2 separate regions of the Oryctolagus cuniculus genome follow, and region 1 is linked to region 2. Evidence: chromatin contacts called from public Micro-C data. All regions are on one chromosome and are shown on one strand. The core of a region is the stretch at or near the end of the contact, and the rest is flanking DNA. Distances in the headings are between cores, read along the strand shown.

The links. Hi-C and Micro-C count contacts between places; a contact is called where the count stands out from the background.
Region 1: a Micro-C map of ear pinna shows a contact between it and region 2, with 7 times the contacts expected there. The contact joins the promoter of PLEKHF2 here to the promoter of INTS8 in region 2. A contact is called at or near these places in 2 of 6 Hi-C or Micro-C datasets (ear pinna and psoas muscle).

What each region holds. Positions count from the first base shown.
Region 1 is chr6:120,538,074-120,544,702 of mOryCun1.1, forward strand. It overlaps PLEKHF2 (pleckstrin homology and FYVE domain containing 2), which reads left to right and starts at 2,192. Exons shown (of 2, transcript XM_051844647.2): 1 at 2,192-2,392.
Region 2 is chr6:120,198,666-120,205,037 of mOryCun1.1, forward strand. INTS8 (integrator complex subunit 8) reads left to right here and starts at 4,958. Exons shown (of 27, transcript XM_002710696.5): 1 at 4,958-5,294. The coding sequence starts at 5,165.

The DNA of each region.
Region 1 (6,629 bases), core at 942-3,441, 340 kb after region 2:
GTGGAGAGGATAAGGAAATCAAGGCATAATCAAAACCCAGGTACTTGCTCCAGGTACTTGCCATCTCCCCTGACATGTCCTGACTTGAACTAAAAGTTAATCGAAGTCTTTTTTTTTTTTTTTTTCAAAATCCATATCCTCAGAAACCTTACTTATCAGCTTCAAGGACAATAACAAGAGCTTTTTTCCTTCAGGTTTATAAAGTTGGGCTAATTTAAATCCAAAGTTTACTAACACATTGAGGTTCCTCTCTGTTATCGGGACCCTGCCAGACACGAATCACTGTTATCGCACTTCCTCCACTCAGCAGTCTATGAGGTCGTGCCTATTTTTATCTTCACTTTACAAAGATGGGAGGCCCACAGAGAGATCTTATCACTGGATTTGATGGCAGCGCCACAGTTACAAGTCCAAGTCAGGAGTTGATCCTACTGCCTCCCAGTGCCTTGAAATCCCTTGTTTGTATCTGTGTGGCCAGTGTGCTCCAACATAACTTTCTGCAGTGATGGCAGTATTTCCCATCTGCACTGTCCAATAGTCATGCGGTTAGTGAGCACCTGAAATGTGATCCGTGTGACTGGGGAACCGACACTTTCACTGAATTAACCTAAATTTCATTAAGACATGTGGCTAGTGCCTATCGTATTTGTCAGCAGAGTTCCAAATCAGTGACCTGCACAGAGCCCAGGGAGAGCACACATTATGCTGAGTGCAGAAGAAAAGAAAACATATATACATATACACACATATAATATCATATGTAAATTGTCATATATACATACACACATACATAATAAACATAAATCATTGTTTTTCAGATTTTGTGTGTACTTTCTTGTTTATTTTTTGACAGGCAAAGTTAGTCAGTGAGAGAGACAGAGAGAGACAGAGAGAAAGGTCTTCCTTCCGTTGGTTCACCCCTCAAATAGCCTCTACTGCCAGCGCGCTGCACCTATCCGAAGCCAGGAGCCAGGTGCTTCTCCTGGTCTCCCATGCGGGTGCAGGGCCCAGGCACTTGGGCCATCCTCCACTGCATTCCCGGGGCCATGCCTTTTATAATGTACTAACAAATAAATTATAATGGATATGTGGGTGTTAAATACATATGATAATTTTTCACATTTTACTGCACTTACCATGTGCTAGGGACATGCTTTATGCATATTAATTCATTTAATTTTCAAAATGATTCTGTGAGGTAGATACTTCTATTGTCTTCATTTTACAAATGAGGAAACCAAGATAATATTTGGATGTAGCCAAGGACACAGGTAGTTGGGGTCAAAGCCAAGATTTGAGCATAGTCTGTCTGGTTTCTATCCACACACTTGATGGTAAGCTAAACAAGTACAGTGGAGGAGAGAGAGGCCAACATTTTGCTGCAGGGGGTGAGTAACCAAAGTTTTGGGGGCCTAATGTTTTAGACTAGACTTTACTGATCAAAGCATTCCCAATTTGAAAATTCAAAGGAACTTTGGAGTTTATTTAATCCAGCCTGTTTTCATGGGGACAGATACTGCTGCCTATGTAGAGGGAGACAAGGCCAAATTAAGTTGGAGTATAGTCATGGCTGAGACAGGAGTTCTGGGGCCATCTACACTTGTCTAGAGCTCACTATAGTTAACAAACTGAAACGAACGGGTGTTTGATCGTGATTCTGTAACTTTCCCTGGTTAAACAACCCAAAAAAAGGTGTTCACTTTTGGCCAGTTTTGTTTTGACTACCGATTAAAAAAAATTGTTTCGGAGCCACAGAACCAGGGAAAGCCGGGAGGGGACGGGACGCCCAGACGCCAAGAGCAGGTGTAAATAAAGCATGGTGGATCCCGAACTGCTCATTTCCCGTCAGTGATCCGCTACCTGCCGCGTGGCTGGTGGTGGTTCTAATTCAACAGCACTCAAAAGAAAAAAAAAATTGCTACAAAGACTAGGTCAATGGAAAATACAAAATTTACCAATACCTGACTCCCACCTACACACACTTTAAAAATGGACGCCGATCTCCCTCCTCCCTGCCTACCCCAGACAGCCCGCGCGCTTACAAACAGGTGCCGCCGGACAAACGAACGAGGGCACCTGTAACCTTGCGTACTGTCCTAGCGTCGCGGTCGCCAGGTGCGTGAAGTCAGTAGATGGGGTTCTGTGGCGTCAGATAAGTTTTGGAAACACTGAGTTCTACGGCTCGCACTGCAAAAGGCGGTGTGGGGAGCGTGCGCTTTCCCTCCGCTTCTAGAGGGAAGAATTTCAGAGAAAGGCACTGGAAGGCGGGATGGGCAGCAGCGCCTGGAGTAGCACACACAGGTGTGCTCGGACGCCTGGGAGCATCTAAATCCGAAGCCTTCCCTCTGCGTCCTTCAGTTTCCTGGGGAGGCCTGCTGTGGAGGTGGAGAAGGTAGTCTTCCATTCTTCTAGGCTCCCTAAGAACTTCGCACACACCTGAACAGTCCTCTCCCCGGGCTCGACCGAGCCAGGTAACTCGCAGCGCGCGGACCTTAACGACCACGAGGCGCGCGGCGCACGGTGCAGCGCAGGAGCAGGCACCCCACCCTCCCCGCGCTCGCCTGACGCCCGGGTGGGTGTGGCCTCCGCCGAAGGCCCCGCCTCTGGAGCGCGACGCGCGGGCAGGGCGGGGCGGGGCGGGGCGGGACCAGGGAACTGGCAAGAAAGGGCGGGGAGCGAGCGGTGTGGGTGTGCTCGTGCCCGCGCGCTCGCGCCCGGCGTGAGGACGGAGACGCGCCCTGCACGCGCAGGGGAGAGGCCAGCCCAGCAGCCGTTGTGGGGTTCGACTTGGAGGGGCGGGGGAGTCACCTGCGAGCGGCTGCGCCGGCCGCCCGCCCTCCTGCCGCGTCTGGATCGCGCCGGCTGAGCGGGACCGCCGGCGCACGGAGCCTGCGAGGTCAGAAAACAGCGGAACGGGCAGAGTCCGCGCTCGCCGTCAGCGACGAGCAAGAGTCGGTTCTTTGCCGCCGCTGGCTGCGCCCTGCCGGGTAGGTGAAGCCGGGCTTGGTGGCCCGCCGGCTGCGGGTGGGCTGAGAGGGGAGAAGCGAAACTTTCGGGCGCTTCCTCCCGCGGTCCCGGGGCCGTCCGCGGCGCGGGGAGGTGTCGCCGTCGCGGGCGGCGGCGGCGGCGGCGGCGGCGGCCGACGCCATGTTGGGGTCTGTGAGAAACGGGGCGCTCTCGGGCGGCTCCCCCAGCGCCCGGGGCCGGCCTGCGGGCGGGTCGCGGCCGCCGTCCCGCCGGGCCCGCCAGCGCCGGAGCGAGCCGCCTGCGCGTGCGGGACGCAGCCACTGCGAGGGGCCTCGGGGGCCGCCCGGGAGCGTCCGGCCCTCGTGGGTCCGCGGGGCGGGCGCGGGAAGGGGGCCCCCAGGTCCGGCGAGAAGTTGCGGGGCTTGAGGACCGGGGCCCAGGACGCGGGCAGTGCCGTCTCCAGACCCCAGCGCCTTTCTGTCCGGAAAGTTCGCAGGGTGTGGATCTCAGGGCGACCTTGTAACTTGAACATCATATTTCTGTGTGACTTGGGCGGGGAGGTGGGGAATGGCACTGTAGGGGGTTTGCTTTGATCGAAGGGATGACTTGGGCACTTTTTTATTTGGAGTCCTTTAAAGTTTTCTGGTCTTTCGCCGGTTTTTTTCTCTGAAGACTTGCTATCAGAGGCCGAGAGCTCGCTGGTGTAGCTCTCAGTACCTGATCGCAATAACTCGGAAGGGTGCGCCGTGGACAGGAGCAGAATGCAGGTTTCGGATACCTGAGCCCTTCGGAGTTAATTCGTAGACCGACGAAGTAAATGCCGTCTTTGTCGTGTTCTAGTACGGCCGAAGAGACTCTCTGTTAAAGTAGGATTTAGACACTACGTTGGCCGAGAGAGTCGAAGGCATGTGGTGTTCTGGTTAGAATATAGTGAAGTGACATTTCCAAGTAGTTTTCCTCTCCGTGGCTCCTTAAGGGTGCATGCCTTCCGTGTGTCGAGCGGTTGTTTTTTTTTTTTTTTTTTTTTTTTTCTGTACCCTTGGTAGCTCGCGGGGTCCTCAGGTTAATTCAGTATTAACAAAGGCTTCTATTTTTAATCTCCTGGGTCATGACAGCAGGGGAGGTGAATGGTATTAAGTTACTTATTTGGAAAGCACATGTAATCGCCTCAAAAAAAAAAAAAAAAAACAAAACTGGTGTACTAAGACCTCAGAAGAAAAGATTGAGTTTCAGTCGCCCCAGTAAATGAATAAAAACTATTTTTAATAAAACATCTTTGCTTTAAAATCCTGTTAAAAGACCGTTAACCACAAATGCAGTAAACTCCATGTTTTGGAGAGCTTCTCTTTTTACTCTTTCTGGGTGAAAATGTGATTTTTGCTCAGCTTCGCTTGCTGGTTACTTTAGTTCTTACAAATCCTTTTTGTGTTGCTTCATTGTCAAGTAAATGCCATCCATATTTATTTTTATAGCTGAAGAGTTAGTTGGACTTGAGATGACTTCACAAACCTAGCAGCCAGCCTGGTATGTTATTAACTGAGGTTTTATGGCCCTGAAGCCTTCTCATTTTTCTTACAGTGTAACTTTGTAGGGTACATAACCCATTCCTGTGGAGCAGTCCTTGTCCACCTTGTTTATTCTCATCACTGTTCTTTCTGATTTGATTTTAGCGCCTTAGTATAAATATTTCCTAGAAATCTGATTTACAAGGGTTGTTCTGCCAAAATTTTTCTTCCGAAAAATACTCGCTTAAGCCTCTGCTCTTGGAAGCCTTTTCTTCACTGTTCTTCCATTTGTCTCCTGAGAACTCAGTTCACTTCGCCCGTGGTATCCCGGTAAATACTGTGGCGCTTTGATAGCAGGCATCACATGGCTTCAGGTCTGATACTGCCCTTCCTCCCCAGCATGCTGAGAACATAGCAGATGCTCAGCAAAGGTTTGAATGGGTTACACATATGTTTGTTCCTTGTAAATATGCTTCATGAATTTCTTATTAAATTGTAATTTCCATGGGCACCGTGATTAAATCTCTGTGCAGTCTTTTCCAAAGTACATACCGTGAACTCCATTAAACCCACAGATTGGTTGATGGGGCTTTTTGTTTATTTGTTTATTTTGTTAGAATTTACCTAGTTAACTCAATGAATTTTGGCCTGGAGGTACAGAATTTGAATATTTATGAAATTTCCAAGTAGATAATAGGCTGAAGTATAATCACTGATGAATGGAAAGAAGCTGTGGGATCACCAAAAGGATTATAATAATTATCTTTAAATGAAATTGACTTTGCTTATGCTTGATGGAGATGTCTTTTACAAGATTTATTTATTTGAAATTCAGAGTGACAGAGAGAGGAGAGAAAGATATTACACTGGGGCCACCATTGGCATCCCATATGGGTCATGGTTCATGTTCCAGCTGCTCTGTTTCCAATCCAGCTCCCTGCTAATGTGCCTGGAAAAGCAGCGGCAGATGGCCCCTGTGCTTGGCTTCGGCCTGGCTCAGCTCCAGCCAGTGTGGCCTTAGGGGAGTGAACTTTTGAATGGAAGATCTCTGTCTCTATGTAACTCTACCTTTCAAATAAATAAACCTTTAAAAAAATACACATTAAAAAAAAAAAAAAAGATCTTCTCTCTGCTGATTACTTCTTAGATGGCTGCGGTGGCTGGTGCTGGGCCAGACTGAAGGCAGGAGCCTGGAACTCCATCTGGGTCTCCCACGTGGGTGGCAGGGGCCCAGGTTATTGGACCATTTTCTTTCTGCTGCTTTCACAGGTGTGTAAACAGGGAACTGGATTGGAAGCAGAGCAGCCGGGAGTCAATCAGTGCTCCAGTATGGGTTGCTGGTGTTGCAGGTGTCAGCTTAACTTGCTGTGCCACAGCGCTGGCTCTGGAAATACTATTAATACCTGAAAATTTTGAAGGTCATGTTTCTATATTTAAGCCCTTTGATAGAACAACTCATTGCTGTTCCACCAATCATTGTTTTGTCAGAATTTTCTTAGAATTTCATTTTAAAATGTCTTGCTTAGTGGAATTGCCTTTCTATTGATATGTTTATCTTTGAGAACGAACTTTTGAACATGAGCTGTCTAACGATGTGGGTGTTGGCTTAACTGAAACAGCCTTCCTAGGCATGCTTTTATGGTTACTAATTTAAATTGCAAAATCTCACCAGGTTAAAGTGTTCAGTAATTCTGTAATGACTATAGAATTTGAGGTTAATTTCCTGTTTCAGTCCAAGATAACTTTCTCTCTGGTCAATCTGTAAGACACAAACTGGAGTGCTCAATTTGGGGAGGTCCTTGGAAGAGAAGACATTCAGGTAGTTTCTGTGAGTGTAGTGGAAAGCAAGCAAGTTGCAGGTAGGGTGGGCTGGAACAAATAAAACAATTGAAATCGTATCTCTGCTAGTTTCTTACTTGTGACTGTTGAACAAGTCACTTCACTTCTCTAAGTCACTTCACTTCTCTTAGCTTCTATGGAGTCCTTTGTGAAATGGATACAGAAATATTGGCCTCACAATGTTGTTAGTTAATTAAGTTATTAATCTTCGTGAAGATTAACTAAGATGTTTATGGAAGTGTGTTTTGTATTATTTTAACAAATGAACAGACTAGCATTGAATTATATGGAAACAGAATTTGAAAATTTTTGAAGGAA
Region 2 (6,372 bases), core at 3,708-6,207:
CTTCCTCCCGGTCTCCCATGTGGGTGCAGGGACCCAAGCACTTGGGCCTCCTCCACTGCCTTCCCGGGCCACAGCAGAGAGCTGGACTGGAAGAAGAGCAACAGGGACATAATCCGGTGCCCCTACTGGGACTAGAACCTGGGATTACCCAAGTGAGCCAAGGCACTGGCAACTCTGTCTTTCAAATAAATAAATAAATAAATACATTTTTTTAAAAAGAAACTAAAACAGGCCAGCGCCGTGGCTCAATAGGCTAATCCTCCACCTAGCGGCGGAGGCACACCGGGTTCTAGTCCCGGTCGGGGAGCCGGATTCTTTCCCGGTTGCCCCTCTTCCAGGCCAGCCCTCTGCGGTGACCAGGGAGTGCAGTGGAGGATGGCCCAAGTGCTTGGGCCCTGCACCCCATGGGAGACCAGAAGCACCTGGCTCCTGGCTTCGGATCAGTGCGGTGCGCCGGCCGCAGCACGCCAGCCATGGCGGCCATTGGAGGGTGAACCAACGACAAAAAGGAAGACCTTTCTCTCTGTCTCTCTCTCTCACTGTCCACTCTGCCTGTCAAAAAAAAAAAAAAAAAAAAAAAAAAAAACTAAAACAATAATAAAAAATAAATTAGAATAAAATACAGTCAGCCCTTCCATATATGCAGGTTCTGCACACTCAGATTCAACCATCCATAGATCAAAAATATATTTTTTTGACAGGCAGAGTGGACAGTGAGAGAGAGAAACAGAGAGAAAGGTCTTCCTTTTCCGCTGGTTCACCCCCCCAATGGCCGCTGCGGCTGGCGCAACGCGCTGATCGGAAGCCAGGAGCCAGGTGCTTCTCCTGGTCTCCCATGGGGTGCAGGGCCCAAGGACTTGGGCATCCTCCACTGCACTCCCGGGCCACAGCAGAGAGCTGGACTGGAAGAGGAGCAACCAGGACAGAATCCGGCGCCCCAACTGGGACTAGAACCCTGGGTGCTGGCGCCATAGTCAGAGCATTAGCCTATTGAGCTGCAAGCGCCAGCCCAAAAATATTTTTAAAATACATTGCATCTGGGGTCAGCACTGTGTCACAGCAGGTAAAGCTGCCGCCTGCAGTGCCAGCATCTCATATGGGCACCAGTTCGAATCCCAGCTACTGCACTTCAATCCTGATCCGGTTCCCTGCTAACGTGCCTGGGAAAGCAGCAGAAGGTTACCCAAGTCCTTGGGCCTCTGCACTCATGGGGGAGACCCGGAATAAGCTCCAGGCTCCTGGCTTCGGATTGATCTGATACTGACTGATACAGGCACTTGAGAAGTGAACCAGCAGATAGATTCCTATTCTCTCTCTCTCTCTCCCCCTCCCCCCTCTCCCTTTCAAATAAAATGAAAATAAATAAAAATTTTTTTAAAATCAATGGTCCTGAAGAAACTTCTATTTAAATAACTGGTAACTACAGGCAGCCTTGCTAGGTGCTCTGCGAGTACATGATCTTCATAGAAAAACGTTTGCTCAGGTTTCACTAATTTTTGTGATCCTGCTAATCTGGTACTCATCTGTGGATTTCTTCTAGCTGTAAAGTTCAGTGCTCTGGTACCTTTGTGCTGTGACATCTTCGGGTCATCGGCCTAATTCATTTATTAACAATGAGCTTCCCTCCCCGCTCTCCTCCCCTCCAACCTTGTCCTGTGGAGATGCTGGCACCCAGCTTCCCAGCAGTGAGGGGGCGTGACTGCACAGCTGGCAGGCCAGGTGTGAGGGTAGGCCCAGCCCTGAACTCTGGGACTCTGGGTTTTAAAACTGGGACAGTCCTGGCTGGCCAAGCCAGGGTGAGTTGGTACCAGGGTCTGTCTGAATGTTTTTGTCTCCTACCAAATGCATGTGTTAGAAACTTCATCCACGATGCAACAATGCCGAGAGACATTTCATCACAGCGCCACGAGATGCAGGGCGGGCCTTGCAGCATGGCCGGCTGCGCCAGTGCTTGGAATGCCTGCGTCTGTGTCAGGGTGCCTGGGGTTGAGTCCGGCCTCTGCTGCCAATCCACCTTCCTACCAATGGGCCTGCGAGGCTCAAGTCCTTGGGCCCCTGCCACCCAATGTGGGAGACCCAGATGGAGCTCCTGGCTGCTGACTGTAGTCTGGCTCAGCAATGGCTGTTACAGGCATTTGGGCAATGAAGCAGCTGATGGATGATCTCTCCGGGTGTAAGTGTGTCTTTCTCCCTCCCTCCCTCGGTCCCTCTGGCCTCCCAATAAATAAATGTAAACACTCACTCACACACGCAATGGACTAACGAAGAAGGCATGCCGGAGTGGGGCAGCTCTGTCCTGCTCACCTGCCCCCCTGCTGTGTTTCCTTCTCTCTGGAGGACCTGGCAATGAGGCACCACCTTGGAACCAGAGACCGAACCTGGTCAGCCCCTTGATCTTGGACTTCCCAGCCTGCAGAACTCAGAGCAATAAGTTCCTGGCTCATATGTGATGTCCTGCTGTGTCACAATGCCAGCCCCTAAAGAGTAGTCTTTCTAAACATTATTGATGAACAGATTCTTCTGATACCCAATATGTAAAATAGATAATCTATGGTTGAATGGGGGGTGGTCAGTCCAGAGTCCTGGATGCACACACCCCTCCAGACTTGCACACAGATACAGAGCTTTTTTCTCCAGCTAAAGGGCTTCCTCCTAGGAGCTCAGGGCCCAGACAGGAGAGCATTGTGCAGGTGTGCAGGAAGAGAGCAAGGCAGTTGATATCACTGGAGCATTCTTTCTCTTTCAGTTTCGAAGGAGTTACACGCATTTATTTTTCTTGCATTTTCTTTCTTTCTTATCTTTTTTTTTTTTTTTTTGATAGGTAGAGTTATAGGCAGTGAGAGAGAGGGAGAGACAGAGAGAAAGGTCTTCCCTCCGTGTTCACTCCTCCAAATGGCCACCACGGCCGGAACTACACCGATCCAAAGCCAGGAGCCAGGTGCTTCTTCCCATTCTCCTGTGAGGGTGCAGGGCCCAAGCACTTGGGCCATCCTCCACTGCACTCCCAGGCCACAGCAGAGAGCTAGACTGGAAGAGGAGCAACCAGGACTAGAACTCAGTGCCCATATGGGATGCCAGCGCTGCAGGTGGAGGATTAACCAAGTGAGCCACGGCGCCAGCCCCTTTTGCATTTTTGAAGTGTTGAAAGCAGCCTGAGTATTGTGGGAGATCACCAGCAGCCCTTTAATGCGGAAACCTTTGGCAAATTATAATTCTGCAATCTTTACTTTTCTCAATGGCTGAAAGGTAGTTAGAGCTGATTATAGGCAGAAATAATAATGTACAGTGTATGGAAGTAATATGCAAATTGAAAAGTACTATGTAATATTAGCTAACATTTATCAATATTTCTAGGTGGCAGATCCTCTTTAATAGGCTTCCCTGGATTGGTTGTTGTGGGCATTTGAGGAGTGAACAAGCAGATGGAAGACCCCTCTCTGTTACATTGCCAAAGAAAGAAAGGAAGAAAGAAATCTACTAAAAAAAGAGAGGCTTATCTGTATTATCTCATTTACTTGTATTATCCTTAAGCTGTGCTTCTTAATGTTTTTTAAAAAATTATTTATTATTTTCACTTTATCTGAAAGGCAAAGAAAGAGAGAGAATCTTCCATCTTCTATCCATCCAATGGTTCACTCCCTAGATACCCACAAGAGGCAGGGCTGGGCCAGGCCAGGGTCATCTCCGTCTCCCACAGGGGGTGGCAGAGACCCAGTTATTCCAGCTGTCATCGGCTGCCTCCCAGGACACACTTTAGCAGGAAGCTGAATCAGAAGCGGAGCAGCCAGGGCTTGAACTGGGCACTCTGATGTGGGATGCAGGTGTCCCAAGTATCCTAACCACCAGTCTAAATGGCTGCCCGCTATATTTAAAAAACTGTGGCATTCCATTGCTCTGTATATAGGATAGCTATAAAAAGACTTAAAGAGCAATAAATATACCACTTATGCTAACTTTGAAATAAATATAGTGTTGAAATATTTGCAGGATTGAAGACTGCAGACTTAATGAGTTCATAAAACCTTCTATCACCCCAGCTTTACAAATATAGGCGCCTATCCAAAGTGAATGGTAGACTTGAAAGTTTACATTCTTGGGGCTGGTGCTGTGGCTCACTTGGTTAATCCTCCGCCTGCGGCGCCGGCATCCCATATGGGCACCCGGTTCTAGTCCCAGTTGCTCCTCTTCCAGTCCAGATCTCAGATGTGGCCCGGGAGTGCAGTGGAGGATGGCCCAAGTGCCTGGGCCCTGCACCTGCATGGGAGACCAGGAGGAAGCACCTGGCTCTTGGCTTCGGATCAGCGGGGTGCGCTGGCCGCGGCGGCCATTTGGGGAGTGACCCAACAGAAGGAAGACCTTTCTGTCTCTCTCTCTCACTGTCTGTAACTCTGTCAAATAAATAAATAAAAATCTTTAAAAAAAAAAAAAAAGAAAGAAAGCTTACACTCTTAACGCATTTCCCCCCTTTTCATTGTGAATAAAAAAATACAAGAACATTGCCAGTGGAGGTTAATGTAGAACAGGTTTAATAATCCTCTAGCGAGGATATCAAGAACAGTAATTAGGAGCTGAATATTGACAGCTGGTCCTGCGACACAGGGAAAGGCGGGATCGCACTGTCCGCTGTCATCAGTCCAGAAGGGGGCGGAGGCTGCTACCCACCATGGCGGAGGAAATCTTAGAAACGAAGTGCGGAAAGTGAAAGCTCACACTTTGCCTGGCTCACAACTAGAACTCGTCGTGCTTTTGTCTCCTAAGAAAACACCAAGGCCCCTTGCAACCCCAGGTGGAGTTGCTTCAGTTTCTCCCTGACGAAATCCCAGAGAACCCGGAAAGCCCACTTGCAGGTCTGCGTCACGCCGCGCCGTCTCCCAGGGCAACCGGGAGAGGGCGTGGCCCGGCAACCTGTCCCGCCCCCTTCCTACGACTCGAAGAACCATTGGTCCGGGGGCGGGACGACTGCGGTGGCGGCGGCGCAGCGAGGCGGATCCAGCTGCTAACTTTGGCTGGCTCGCGTCGCCATTTTGGGTTGTGTGAATTTCCGGGCCTTTTAGAGTGAGGCCTCTTTCCCGGAGGGTGTCGCGGACCGCAGATCTGAGGCCCGAGTCCGAGTGTCAGGTTGGAGCCAGGAAGTGTCCCTGGAGGTAGCGGCGGCGGGGGCAGGATGAGCGCGGAGGCGGCGGACCGGGAGGCGGCCACCTCCAGCCGGCCCTGCACTCCGCCGCAGACGTGCTGGTTCGAGTTCCTGCTGGAGGAGTCGCTGTTGGAGAAGCATCTGCGTAAGCCCTGCCCCGGTAAGCGGGATGCGGCTAACGGCGTTGGGGCCCCGGCCTTCCTGGAACCCCGAGTCTTTTAGGCCGCCTGAAGCCGCGGTGTGCAAGGCGTGGACGGGGCCCGAGCCCAGGCTAGAACGTCCCCGTGCGGGCACAGCCGTGGAGGGTCACAGAGAAGTTCAAAACAAAGGCCCTCCCGCCCCCCGAGGGGCGGACTCGTCGCTGTCAGCCGTCCGCGTGGGTCCTCGCCGCGTGTGTCTTGTGTTTGCTTGAGTTGGCGAGCCTGGTAGGGACGTCGTCTTTGCAGAATCCTGGGCTACATAAATTCAGAGAGGTGGGCAGCTAACAGTTGTGCTGATTTCCCGACGCGAATTAGTTGCTACCTTAGCTCCTTAGCTGTTTTGTTCCTCAGTGAGGGGAACATATTCCAAAGTTGGGCTGTATATGAAAATACTAAAATCTTTGAAAGCCAAAACTGCTGTACAGTTGTAAGATGGTTATGCTTTAGTGATGGTAATGATAAATATACTAGTGAAGGAGGCATTGTCGAGAAAGGAGGAAAACTCCAGGCATTTCTGGAACGGGGTACTGATGTGAAAGGCTAAGCTCCTTGAATAGCATTTTACTGAGTTCAGATCCAAGTGAAATAAACCAGTCCCAAAGGGACAAATATGTTCTCCCTGATCCGGGACAACTAACTGAGCACCTAAAAGGAAACCTGTTGAAGTGAAATGGATACTATGAGAAACAATGACACAATCAAAAAAAAAAAAAAAAAAAGTCCAAGTGTGGCTTGTTCAGGGTCATAGAGCAGCCTTATCTGATGGAGACACTTATCTTGTGTCTTGCCTTTTTGTTGTTGTTATTTGAAAGGCACAGTTAGAGAGAGAGGGAGAGCACTTCCATCTGCTGGTTTACTCCCCAGATGGTGACTGGTAGCACCTGGCCAGGCCAGAAGCTAGGTAGGTAGGTGGTGTCCTTTATTGGGCATTGGAGGAAACAGGTGCAGAGAGGTAGCTTGATGGAGGTCCCTGCGCCTGTCAGAACAAGAGTTCTAATGCCTGCAAATCTTTCCTCTAATTGACACTAGTTGTTTGCT